Linked DNA regions of Pan troglodytes: all the other regions are linked to region 1. A link is a contact called in public Hi-C and HiChIP or PLAC-seq data. All regions are on one chromosome and are shown on one strand. Each heading gives the region's core, a stretch centred on a gene start, on an enhancer-like site or on the middle of the called end of the contact. The rest is flanking DNA. Distances are from core to core; before and after follow the strand shown.

Region 1 (4,253 bases), core at 1,139-3,638:
GAACCAGGCTCTGGTTTCAGTGTGGACGAGTATGGCTGGGAACAGGGCTGACCCCCACCTTGCCTCATTCTCCCCCTGGCCCCCAAGTGCTCACCTTGGGGTCTCCCATGTCAGAGAGCAGCTCCTGCTCAGCCTCATGCAGTTCCTCAGCTGGGTCATAGCTGTACATGGGGAGCAGGTGATGGCGCAGCCGGTCCACCCTGGGGAGCAGGGGAGGGGACTCAGCTAGGAGGTCCCCCCAACCCTCATCAAACACCTGGCTGCCCCGTCTCTCCTCCCTTTCCCAGGCAGGGGCAATTCCAGTGGGTGCCTTTTGGGACACACTATACCTCCAAGAATACAACCCTGGTTCTACAAAGGGGCTTTCCCCAGTGAGTAACCTGAGGCTGGGGCAGGGAAAACAAATTACAGGCTTGTATCAGGATGGCTGAGGGACATCTTACAGAAAAGTCAGAGCCTATGAGCAGGAATTTCAGAACGGGTGTGGGGTTAGGGCGGGTGGGGGACAGGGACACTCACCGCTTTTTCTTCTGTACATACATTACCTGCAACAGAGACACAGCACTGTGGGGGCTGCTGAGCCCAGGAAGGCCCACAGGCAGAGAGAGGCCCACCTCCACACCCTTCACTCCCTTAACAGGACAGTGGGGACTCTGCAGACTGGACCAGGCCCACCCAGCCCCTGCCTTAGCAAAGCTGTGGGTGTCTGTGTGTGTATATGAGGGCTCCTTACCACAGCCACCACCACCCCGACCAGGGTGATGAGGAAGAAGGGCCCCAACACATAGCCCACCATGGAGTCGCTGTTGGCCTGGGGGGCATTGGGCACAGTGGTGTTACTCATGACATCAGCAGCCGGAGGGCTGGGTGGTCAGCATGGGCAGTGGCGCTTCGGGAGGGCGCCTCCACTGGGCTCCCTGGGGAGGAGGAAGGGAGGTTATCAGTTGCACCCAGGTGACATCCAGACTCTGGATCCCTCCCCCAGAGCTGAAGATCTATGAAAACTGGTCCCAGGTCAAATCCTGGGAGGAGGGATCCTCCAGGTAGATGTACTGGGTGTGACCCTCCAGTGAGTCTTGGCAAATCCTGGCAGGAAAGGGGATCAAGGGAAGGCCTGGATCCAGGGCTGAGTCTTGCCCAACTCCTATCCCTAAATCAGGGTGGGGCCCAGCTCAGATGCTGGCCAAATATTTACAAGTCTCAGCTTCTGGGGAAAGATTAAGTGCAGGTTTCAGGTGCCTGCCCCAGCCCTTTTGGGGCACTGGGCTGCCAGCACCTGTCCAGTGGAGCAAAATGGATAAATGAGGTCTAAAGGAAGGACCTGCACTGCAGCCAGGGGTGAGATGGGAGCATCTGAAAGAGCCCGCTTCCATCCTGGTCCAATTCCACTTCAAGCGATGGGCTCCATGCCTGAGTTCTATGCCCTTGTCCCTGGTGTCACCTCAGACATACAGCCCAAACACCCTCTCCCCCATCTGTCTCGTGTGCCAGGGTGGACACGAGTGGGTAAAGCTGGATTGTATCTTCAAGATGATGTCAGCTTCCTCTTGTCTCCACCCGGGGCTCCGCCCAGGTCCCTCCCCTCCTGGCCTGAGCTGACAGGCAGAGGTGGAGAGGGTCAGTCCCCATCGACAGAAGCAAAGAGATCGTCCTGGGGCAGTTTGCACGCTGATGGCCCAAGGTCCGCGACCCAGGTTCGCTTGAGTCTGTATCAGAGGGCAAGGTATGAACGACCTACCCCCGTGTCCGTAGGGCACGGGGCATCGAGCTTGCCCTTACCCAGTCGTATGCTCATCGTCCCAGGTCAAGGGGGCATGCCAGGGTGGGGAGGGCGTCAGGCCGCTGCTAGGATGCGGGCCAGCAACAGCGGACAGGAGGTGGTTCCCACGGCGCTGGGAGGCTCAGGCCGGAGGTGGGGGTGTTGGGGGATGCGGATGGGCCGCCCCGCGCCCGAACATCCTGGAAGCCCGTCACCCGAGGCGTGGACCCGTGCCGGCGCTCTGCAGCCCAGCCGGCCTGGCCATGCCTTACCTCCCGCCGCTGCAGCCCCGACAGGAACGCCCTCGGTTGGCTCCCGGGCCCCGGAAAAGCCGTCAGGCGCGTGATCAAAGGACCCGGGGAAATGGGCCGGGCCTCAGCACCCGGGCGCAGCCAATCCGGTAGCAGAAAGCCGGTGGCCTGGAGATTTCTGGAGCCGCCAATCCGGAGGCGGGGGTGGGCGGTGCGAAGGCGGGGACAGCGGGGCTTGCAGGGTCCGCCCGGCGGCGGCAGGGGGCAGCCGAGGGCTGCGTAGTGGGGGGAGGAGAACGCGACGCGGGGCCGGACGGGGTAGGGCGGGGCGCGCGCAGTTTTCCGGCGGCCCCTGGCCCGCCCGCGCCTGGAGCTCCGATTCTGGGAGGTCCCCGGCGCCCACTTCATTCACCCCTCTCGTTGCAGCCAGAATAGGGTCGCGCCGCGCTCTAACGTTGAGCCCAGGCCCTTCGCGGCAAGACCCTGCTCCGGGCCCACTCGGCCTCCGTCTGTGTTTGTTCCCTGGCCTTCGGGCTGTGCTCGGCTGGTAGAGTACGGCAGGTCTGGGCTACCGAGGGCCCTGGCACGCCCACCCTCTCTGCGCCTGTCTTAACGTCTGTAAAACAAGCTGTGTGAGGATTATTATTATTACTTTTTTTTTGAGATGGAGTCGGTCTCTGTCGTCCAGGCTGGAGTGCAGTGGCACGATCTCAGCTCACTGCAATCTCTGCCTCCCTGGTTCAAGCTATTCTCTTGCCTCAGCCTCCCGAGTAGCTGGGACTACAGGTGTGCACCACCATGCCTGGCTAATTTTTGTATTTTTAGTAGAGAGGGGGTTTCAACATGTTCGCCATGATGGTCTCTTAACACCTGACCTCAGGTGATCCACCTGCCTCAGCCTCCTAAAGTGCTGGGATTACAGGCGTGAGCCACTGGGCCTAGCCGGATTTTACTTTCTTTTCTCCTAAGAGAGAACACCCTTGTGAGCTAGGCAGGGCAAGTGGAGCAATCGCAATTTGCAGATGAGTTAATTGATGCTCAAGCAATGAGATGACTTCTCAGGGCCCTTGGCCTGATCATTAAGGGCAGGGTGGGATGAGATGACAGGTGGGCCTCTCTTCTTGGACAGCTCTCTGCTGACAGCTGCCCCAGAGCTACATTTGAGGCCTGGTGTCTTGCTGTGTTCAGGCTTCATATCTGATGAGAGTACCTCCAAGTATAGCCGGGAAAACTGCAGCTCTGCCTTCCCTCTTCATGCAGCTACCGTTTCAGGAAGCGGGAGGCTAGGGTGGGGTTGAGACTACATTGTGCTACCATGCTCGAGTTTTGACTGCCTCCTGATCCATGCTGCTGTGGTTAGTGCCTGGACTTGTCTGCCCACTTCAGCTAATGCCTCACTCATCCTCGTGTCCTCCAGCTCTGGATCCACTGAACAAACCATAAAAGCAAGACCTGAAAGGATTGAACTATTTTCAGTTAACTTTTAGAATGAAGCTCAAGAAGATTTATAGGAAGGCAAAAATATCCAGTTTTTATAATATCTGACATCCATTAAAAAATGGAACCTGGTGGCCAGGTGTGGTGGCTCATGCCTGTAATCCTAGCACTTTGGGAGGCCGAGGTGGTGGATCACCTGATGTCAGGAGTTCGAGACCAGCCTGGCCAAAGAGGTGAAACCCCCATCTCTACTAAAAATACAAAAATTAGCTGGGCGTGGTGGCAGGAGCTTGTAATTCTAGCTACTCAGGAGACTGAGGCAGGAGAATCACTTGAACCCAGGAGGCAGAGGTTGCAGTGAGCCGAGATCATGCCATTGCACTCCAGTCTGGTGACAAGAGTGAAACTCTGTCTCAAATATTAAAAAAAAAAAAGGACCCTGGCTGGGTGCTGTGGCTCACACTTGTAATCCCAGCACTTAAGACAAGGAATGTATGAAAAATATCCCAGTGATCTTCTAGAGATGAAAACTACAATATCAGATTAAAAAAATCATACTGGACAGGATTAATCACACTGGATAGGATTAATGGCAGGTTAGATATTACAGAAGAAAAGACAAGTGAACTTGAGGGCATAGCAATAGAAACTACCTAAAATAAAACCCAAAGATAAAAAAATCCAAAAAAAAAAGAAAAATGAAAATAGGATCAGTGAGTTGCAGGATAACCGTAAGTGGCCTAATATATGGATAATTAGAGGTCCAAAAGGAGAAGAAAGAAAGGACAGAAAAATATTTGAAGAAA
Region 2 (4,253 bases), core at 1,273-3,772, 170 kb after region 1:
GAAACCCCATCTCCGCTAAAAATACAAAAATTAGCTGGGTGTTGCTCTGGGCGCCTATAATCCCAGTCTCGGGAGGCTGAGACAGAATTGATTGAACCTCAGAGGTGGAAGTTGCAGTAAGCTGAGATCGCACCACTGCACTCCAGCCTCGGCAACAGAGTGAGACTGTCTCAAAAAATTATGTCTACCTAATCACCAGAATCCCTTGGGGAGCTTTCATAACGAATTCCTGAGCTCCATAAGGTAACTCTCCAGGGGAACCTGGGCCCTCTGATGATCACATTTAGGAATCTGCGCAGTTTTTCACCTCAACCTATGCTCTCTGCAGCTCCTACAGAGTTTTGTAACAAAGAACCATAACCTAGATAAAATACAGGCCAAGCACGGTGGCTTACCACCGCACTCCAGGCTGGGCAACAGAGCAAGACTCCGTTAAAAAAAAAAAAAAAAAGCAACTGTGAGCTAACAATGATCCCAAGAATCAGAAGATAATTCTCCTCACACCACACATGCATGCATATCCTTTCACATCGTGGTATACACCATCCGTTCTCCACTCGTTTCTAATTTTTTCTCCTGTTGGCAAGAAAACTACAACACTCTTGTTTCTTTCGAGGTGGTAAATGGCTTTGCTTTGGACTTCTCGGGAATAGTACAACGCACTCTGCTGGAAAAGTTACTCAATATTCTATACCACATGTATCTGGATGTTTGTACAGGTGTGGGTGAAGAAAGTGACAGACTATCTGTGCTTAAGGCCATCTCATGGATGGCTTGAAGAACTGAGTCTAGTTCTATTCCAAGTCCCAAGCCATGGGACAAAGGTTCTAGCACTTGACCAAATGCCTGCAGGCCAGAGCCCTCTAAAGCTGACATCAGCTAAGAATGCTTTTGTCCCTTACACAAAAGAAACTATCTTCAAATAGCTGAAGGCATTTGTTTGGAAACCATCTGAAGGCATTTGTTTGGGAACCATACCTTTAGGCCGAGGCCTGCCAGTCTCTGGACGGCTACGGCGTAGGGTGGCAGGCACAATCTCCGGGGGCAGATGAAGGTAATCACGGAGATACTGGATACCCTCATTGGTAAGGTACCAGTAGAAATGTCTCCAGGCAAACTGTTCCTTCACGTAGCCTCGGGACTTGAGAGACTGTAAGGTAGAAAACTACTGTTAAGGCGTTAAGTAGAAGCTTGGATCATCCTAGGCAAGTCTCCAGTCCCAGCCAGCCCTTCAAGTTACCAAGCAGCCCCCGCAGTCCTGACCTCCCTTTTTGAACTTGCCTTGAACCTTAGGGGAAGATCCCTCCATCCCATTCCATCCCATCCCGGGATGGGATCCCGGGGAGGAAGATCCATCCCATCTTCCTCCTCACCCTCCTACCTGCATGGCCTTCATGACATGAAGGTTGGGCACATTCTTGTCTGCCAGCTCCGGGTGCTTAGGCATGTGGACATCCTTCTTGGCCACCATGACTCCCTCCTTAAAAAGGAGTTCATAAATGGCAATCCGGTTCTTCTTAGGCATCAACATCTGCAAGAATGAGACGATTGTCAAGAGCACTTCTGAGTAACGAGGCCGGGGCCTGGTAATCAAGTTCTTGATCCTAAAGTGACCCACACAAAACCGTAGACAACCTGCTGGTGGGAAGACTCAACTCCACAAAACAGATTCGGCAGAGGCCAGCTCCGTCAGTCCCCACCCCCAAACACAATTCAGGTGGAAAAGTTGACAGTATGTTAAAACCAGGATAGTGGTGCACATTCGCGCCAAACTTCCTTAAGTTCTCATCAATTACAAAGGTCAATGGGGGGGGAGAGGAGCAAACCCTGTATTATCGGGAGCAGCTGGAGGCCATCAGCGACCGTACCCAGCGCGGAATCTCGCGGCTGTACCATAAGGTACGCAGGGAAGGCCCGGAGGGGTAAAGCCCCGGCTTCTTGAAGGCGGCAGACCCCAAACCGAAGGGCTAAGGCCTTCGCACCCTCGTCTCCTACCTACCACTTCTCCCCCAAACTAGAGCTCCAGTGCCAGGCAAGGAGGCAGTCGGGGGAGTCCTGTTCCGAAGAAAAAAGCGTGTCGGTGGGACACCGTCTCGCTAGTCTCACCTGGCAAGTCTCCGCCACGCACTGGCTTCATCCTCCCCCTCTCCCTCGGACAACCCTCGCCTACCAGCGGCCCCCTACCCCATAAAATAAGCCTCCAGCCCCTATCGCTACTCAGAAATCGGTGTGTGGGGAGTGGGAGAGAGGCCCCCTGCCCGCATCCTGGGGAGGAGCAGCCGCTAAGGCGGCAGGATAGCCCGGATGGGAGCCGATGGAACTCGAACTCCACAGAAACTCACCTCTGCGGCTGCAGGGTCCGGTACCGGGGCTGGAAAAGAAGGAGCATGCGCGGTGCTGCGTCTCTTCCGGGCTGGCGTGGACCCGCCCCCCGCCAGGACCCGCGGGGAGCCTGGGGTGGCCTCGGCGGTGCCTGAAGAACTGGCGGATCTGACCACAGAGCCTGACCGCCTGAGGGACTCACGCACGCACTAGTAAACCGCCGCCGGGAACTTCTGAGCTTGCGTGCTCTATCAGTACAGGGTCACTTATTTTGGGCTGTCGTTTTAGAAACGCTTCTTCTTTTTTTCCCGCCCAAAATCTATTATGCAAGTGATATATGCTCTTGGAGCAAGAAAAGAGAGAGAACATATAAATCAGATGACGATAAAAGACTAAAAACATAATCCCATCAACCAAAGAGAATAGCTATTAACATTGTGGTATACACTTTTCCAAATTCATATGCACTCACAGAAGTAGACTTTTTTTTTTTTTTGATAAAAAACAGAGGCCGGGCACAGTGGCTCACGCCTATAATCCCAGCACTTTGGGAGGCCGAGGTGGGCAGATCACAAGGTTAGGGGTTCGAGACCAGCCTAGCCAATGGTGAAACCCTGTCTCTACTAAAAATACAAAAAAAATTAGCCGGCGTGGTGGCGGGCGCCTGTAGTCCCAGCTACTCGGGAGGCTGAGGCAGGAGAAGCGCTTGAACCCGGGAGGTGGAGGTTGCAGTGAGCCGGAATCATGCCACTGCACTGCAGCCTGGGCGACAGTGAGACTCTGTCTCAAAAAAAAAAAAAAAAAAAAAAAAATTGACTCAGCATTTTGGGAGGCTGAGGCAGGAGAATTGCTTGAGCCCAGGAGGTCCAGACCAGCCTGGGCAATGGTGAGACTTCAGCTCTACAATTTTTTTTTAAAATTAACTGACTGTGATGGTGCACGCTTGTAGTCCCAGTTATTCAGGAGGCTGAGGCGGGAGGATCGCTTGAGCCAGGAAAGTGGAGGGTGCAGTGAGCCGGGTTCGTGCCCCTGCAGTCCAGCCTGGGTGACAGAGCAAGACCCTGGCTCTATTTAAATTAAAAAAGAAAAAAAAAAAAAGAGGCTGGGCGCGGCAGTTCAAGCCTGTAATCCCAGCACTTTGGGAGGCCAGGGTGGGCGGTTCACCTGAGGTCAGGAGTTCAAGACCAGCTGGCCAACATAGTGAAACCCCATCTCTACTAAAAATACAAAAAAATTAGCCAGGTGTGTTGGCGTGCGCCTGTAATTCCAGCTACTTAGGAGGCTGAGGCAGGAGAATCGCTTGAACCCCGTATGCGGAGGTTGCAGTGAGCCGAGATCACTCCACTGCACTCCAGAGCTTGGGCGACACAGCGACACTCCGTCTAAAAAGAAAGAAAGAAAGGAAAGTGGGGCCGGGCGCAGTGGCTCACGCCTATAATCCCAGCACTTTGGGAGCCCGAGGCGGGTGGATCACCTGAGGTCAGGCGTTCGAGACCAGCCTGGCCAACATGGCGAAATCCGATTTCTACTAAAAAAAAAAAAAATACAAAAATTAGCCAGGCATGTTGGCGGGCGCCTGTAATCCCAGCTACTTGGGAGGCTGAAGCAGGAGAATCACTTGAACTTGGGAAGTGGAGCTTGCAGTGAGTCGAGATTGCACCATTGCACTGCAGCCTGGGCGACAAGAGCGAAACTCCGTCTCAAAAAAAAAAGAAAAGAAAAGTGGACCGGGCACGGCGGCTCAGGCCTGTAATCCCAGCACTTTGGGAGGCCGAGGTGGGCGGTTCACCGGAGGTCAAGAGTTCGAGACCAGCTTGACCAACATAGTGAAACCCCGTCTCTACTAAAAATACAAAAATTAGCTGGGCATAGTGGTGGGTACCTGTAATCCCAGCTACTCATGAGGCCGAGGCAGGAGAATTCGCTTGAAC
Region 3 (4,253 bases), core at 1,200-3,699, 140 kb after region 1:
GGAGGCAGAGGTTGCAGTGAGCCAAGATGGGGCCACTGCACTCCAGCCTGGGCGACATAGCAAGAGTCTGTCTCAAAAAAAAAAAAGAAAAAAAGTAAGCTCCTAGAAGGCAAGTCCTATGCCTGCTCTGACTCGTGAGATGCCGTGAGGTAGCCTAAACAGACAAGTAAGCTTTCAACATTAATGTTGCTAATGTCAGTGCATAACAAAACATTTAACAGAAAATGGAAAATTAAGCCTTTGCTAGTTTGCTTATGATCTATAGTTTTCAATTTATCAAAAATACATTTTCTATTTCTAGTATGATTTATTATTATTATTATTTTTTATATTTAGAGATGGGGGTCTGTGTTGGCCAGGTTGGTCTCGAACTCTTGGCCTCACCACCTTGGTCTCCTGAAGTGCTAGGATTACAGGCGTGAGCCACCGCGCCCGGCCTGGTGTGATTTTTTAAAAACAAACAGTCTTGCATCATTCGTACAACTAAATTATACTTATAATTGGGGTGCTCACAGATTTACGCATACTAGTGTAGTAAGACATGCTATTATGCTAATTAGTTTTCCCTTCAGTTAAGAGCCTGTGATCCCATCTGATTTCCCATAACATGATATGATAATGAAGAGAATAAAGGCTCTGGAGCAATAAGCACCACCAATAATTTTACTTTACTCAAATATGCACTCCAAAACAGTATATAATTTACAGCACGGCCCTGGTTAGCTATTACAATGCATCTGTTCTGGGGACTTTTACAATATATGGTAGGATACAAAGCATACGTTTCCAAATCTCCTTTCGTTCTGTTTTGCTGAAAGGGAGCACACATGGGATCCCTTAACAACACAATTCACTAACTAATTTTCTTCAGGCAGTAATTCAAATTCCCACTTCCTCCTAAATACCTCTGGACAGCAACTCCTGGCAATCCATCTGTCTCTTTCGCCACAGCTTCTTTTCATAACTAACGGGTCAAGTTCCTTTCCCCATTTCGACACTGCACTGTACTGCGGCCCTGCCACCATAGCCCACTGCTGAATCCAATATAACATATTGGATTTCACTGTCCTTCATTGTTTCCAGTTTAACTGCCATTTTACCACCATGCACACGAGAAATGCATTCCCACAGGCATCTTATGAATTTCCAAAGCAGCTACTCTTTTGTGGATTTACAAAACATGTGCTTCTCTGAATTCCCTTCATCACCACAGAAACGGCTTTGGGAAGCCGAGATTTTTTTTTAAAGTACCCTACCTATTATAAAAAGAAACTGATTCTAAAACATTATTTTCCTAGCTAATTTAATCCTAAGAGTCTTCCCACAAGGCAGTGGAGGAACGTCAGGGCAAAAATGTTAAATACCGCTTTTGGTCTTCCCAATTAATATGAAACATTTTCAGCACACAAAGATTATTATATCAAATGTCTTTTCTTCTCAGACTACACCATAAAGGCTACCCAGCGCAATGTAAAATAAACAGCTGTCTGTGGCTTATGCACAACGCCCTAAATCTTCCGAAGACACCCCACCCCCACCCCTCGGCTTTGGGCTCACAGACATATAATCCCTCGGCAAACCCCAAACCTGCCAATGAAGTGCAGTATTTCTCTGCCACAAAGGCCGGCCCGCGCCTCGTGCACGCCGGCCTCCGCACACATGTGCCTGGCTGACAACTGCGGAGCGGCCCTTCCAGGATCAAAGCCGTTGGCCTGGACCGAAAGCCGCACTTTTCCCAGCCCACTGCCTTCTCCCGCGGCCGCTCTCCCCGGTAACAGGCGGCGGAACCGAAGCGCTCCGGCCGCAAGCCGGCTACCCCCTCCGCCCGGCGCGCCCTGTGCAGCCGCACTCAAACCCGCTTCCCCTCAGCCCCAACGTCCTTTCTCCTTCCCCCTTTTTTCGCCTCAGGAAATTCCATCGGAACTTCATTCCGCCCGAGCGGGGCGGCCCTGGCACACCCTCCTCCGGCGGCCGCGCCCCTCGCGCCTCCACCCGAAGGGGCCGGCGACCCGGCGACCCCGGCCCGCCCAGCCTGCCGCCTCACCTCCTCCTCGCTCTCGCTGCGGAAACACAGGCATGCGGCCCGCTTCTTGTAGCCGTCGCCGTCGTAGGTGCGGGTCTGGTTCGACTTGAGCTTCATCATCCTCCGGGCCCGGGTGGGGGTGCGGTGCGGGTCGCGGGAGTCGAGGGGTGGGGAGCCCGCTCTGGACGGCCGCGTGCGCGCGCGCCCCCGGCTCGGCCAAGGGAAGCAGGGAGGGGGAGCTTCTCCGCTACACGGCTCCGCCGCTGGCCCGCCGCGGCCGCCTCATTCCCCCCGGCCCAGGTCCCGCGCCGCCGCTGCCACCGTCACGGCTGCCGTCTCCGCTGCCGCCAGGGCCGCCGCCCCCTCTGCCGCCGCCACCCCCGACGACGACCGCGCCGCCATCTTGGGCGCGATGCGTCAGCGGCGTAAGGCTGCACCGGCCTGCGGGACGGCCGCGCGCTCGCAGCGCAGGCCGCGTTCGCGAATCGCGCCCTCCCAGTTGGCGCGGCGGAAACCAGCATCTGAAAGGAGAGGGACGTGCGACTCCAGGCGACCGCTACGCCGGCAGCGTAGGCGTAGAACTGGTGGGGCGCGCGGAGGAAGCCGGGGGAGATAAGAACAGCGGCGCAGGACGCCTAGCGGCCGGAGCGGAGACCGAGCGGTCCAGCCGCGCAAGTCAGCGGATGGGGAATCGGGGACTTGGCCAAGGTCACGCCGCGTCTCCGCGGCCGAGGATGAACCAAGGTCATGCCACCCGCCCCTGGGCCCTGCCGGTCGGTCTCGAAGGGGTTGAGGGGGAAGGTTTGTAGGAAAAAGGAGGATGTAGTTAAAGGCAACGGAAGCTGCAGCCTGAGACATCTGGGATTTGGAACTGCAAGGAAACGGCGCATGGGAGGCGTGTGCACTTTGCGTTGATAGCCTGAACCTCAGGATGTCTTAGGGGCTGGTGCATGTCGCCCATTACAAAGAACAAATATTTATTCTGCAATCTTTTATTGATGCTAAAGGTAATTGCTTCCTCTTATGGTAAACAAGAGGGCCAGAAAGGAACGCGCGTGCGTGTGTGTGTACACACATAATGTAAATCATAAAACATCATCGTTTCTGGCAATAAATGAGTGTGTGTTGTGGATGTCAAACAGATTCTCCAGGAAAAGATATACAGACAGAAGCTCTCCAGAAAGGAAAACTGGTGTATGACCTGTGAATGTTCTCAGCAACCCAGAACAAACCAAGTACCATGCAGATGCCCTAAACGTACCAAAAATCCTGTGCAGTATCTGTCTGTGAGTTGTTTAATACCCTTTTTTGTTTTTTAAATTTTTTTATTTAATTTTTAAAAAATTTTTTATTTAACATTTTGTTGCCCAGGCTGGTCCAGAATTCCTGGCCTCGAAGCTATCCACCCTCGGCCTTCCAAAGCACTGGGATTACTGGTGTGAGCCACAGCAGCCAGCTAATTCCCCTTTTTGAATTTGCTTGTATTTAGCATAGTCAAAAAGATCTGGATTTGAAACCAAATACACCTTGGTTGTAACCTCAATTACATTTTTTTTAATGTTCATACCACCCGATTACATCATATTTTAACTTCCGCAAAATAGAGACCTACTTGGCCCTGGCACATAGCAAGCACTCAGGGCACACCAGATGCTATTAATAGTTTGTTTGCCTATTAAACTTTCCTCTCTTCAAGAAAAGAAAATTAGAGTTCAGTAAATGTTGAATGAATAGATAGATGGAGGTTTTCTTTTGGTTTCTAATTCCTTACCCTGACTTTTTATGGGCATGTTTTTGTTTGTTTGGGGTTTTTTGTTTGATTGATTGTTTTTTGGAGACAGGGTCTTGCTGTGTCAATTAAGGTGGAGTGCAGTGGCATAATCTCAGCCAGCTCAACTGCAGCCTAGAACTCCTGGGCTCAAGCGATGCTCCCACCTCAGCCTCCCAAGTAACTGGGACCACAGGCGCCTGTCATGCAGCCTGGAGCGCTACCACGTCCAGCCAACTTTTGTATTTTTTTGTAGAGACAGGGTTTCACCATGTTGCCCAGGCTGGCCTCGAACTCCTGGGCTCAAGCAGTCCTTCTGCCTCAGCCTCCCAAAGTACTGGGGTTACAGGCATGAGCCACTGCTCCCAGCCTATGGGCATGTTTAGTTTCAAGAGCCCACAAGATTACTCCCAGATCCCTTGACTGAGTAATAATTACTTTGTCTTTGTTCAGGGAGCATTA

The links. A called contact is a pair of places that touch in the nucleus more often than the background predicts. HiChIP or PLAC-seq counts read pairs in DNA pulled down with a chosen protein or histone mark.
Region 2: a contact with region 1 is called in a Hi-C map of stem cell-derived neural progenitor cells, with 5 times the contacts expected there. The contact joins the promoter of RPS10 here to the promoter of SMIM29 in region 1. A contact is called at or near these places in 2 of 7 Hi-C or Micro-C datasets (a lymphoblastoid cell line and stem cell-derived neural progenitor cells) and 1 of 1 datasets of contacts at active chromatin or transcription factors (stem cell-derived excitatory neurons).
Region 3: an H3K4me3 HiChIP or PLAC-seq map of stem cell-derived excitatory neurons shows a contact between it and region 1, with 6 times the contacts expected there. The contact joins the promoter of NUDT3 here to the promoter of SMIM29 in region 1. A contact is called at or near these places in 1 of 1 datasets of contacts at active chromatin or transcription factors (stem cell-derived excitatory neurons) and 1 of 1 other capture datasets (stem cell-derived neural stem cells).

Annotation. Positions count from the first base shown.
Region 1 is chr5:40,124,645-40,128,897 of NHGRI_mPanTro3-v2.0_pri, forward strand. It overlaps SMIM29 (small integral membrane protein 29), which reads right to left and starts at 2,389. Exons shown (of 5, transcript XM_054685711.1): 1 at 2,032-2,389; 2 at 794-917; 3 at 520-545; 4 at 95-200. The coding sequence starts at 844.
Region 2 is chr5:40,297,141-40,301,393 of NHGRI_mPanTro3-v2.0_pri, forward strand. It overlaps RPS10 (ribosomal protein S10), which reads right to left and starts at 2,523. Exons shown (of 6, transcript XM_016955271.4): 1 at 2,343-2,523; 2 at 1,382-1,531; 3 at 979-1,150. The coding sequence starts at 1,531.
Region 3 is chr5:40,267,417-40,271,669 of NHGRI_mPanTro3-v2.0_pri, forward strand. NUDT3 (nudix hydrolase 3) reads right to left here and starts at 2,450. Exons shown (of 5, transcript XM_063812372.1): 1 at 2,045-2,450. The coding sequence starts at 2,143.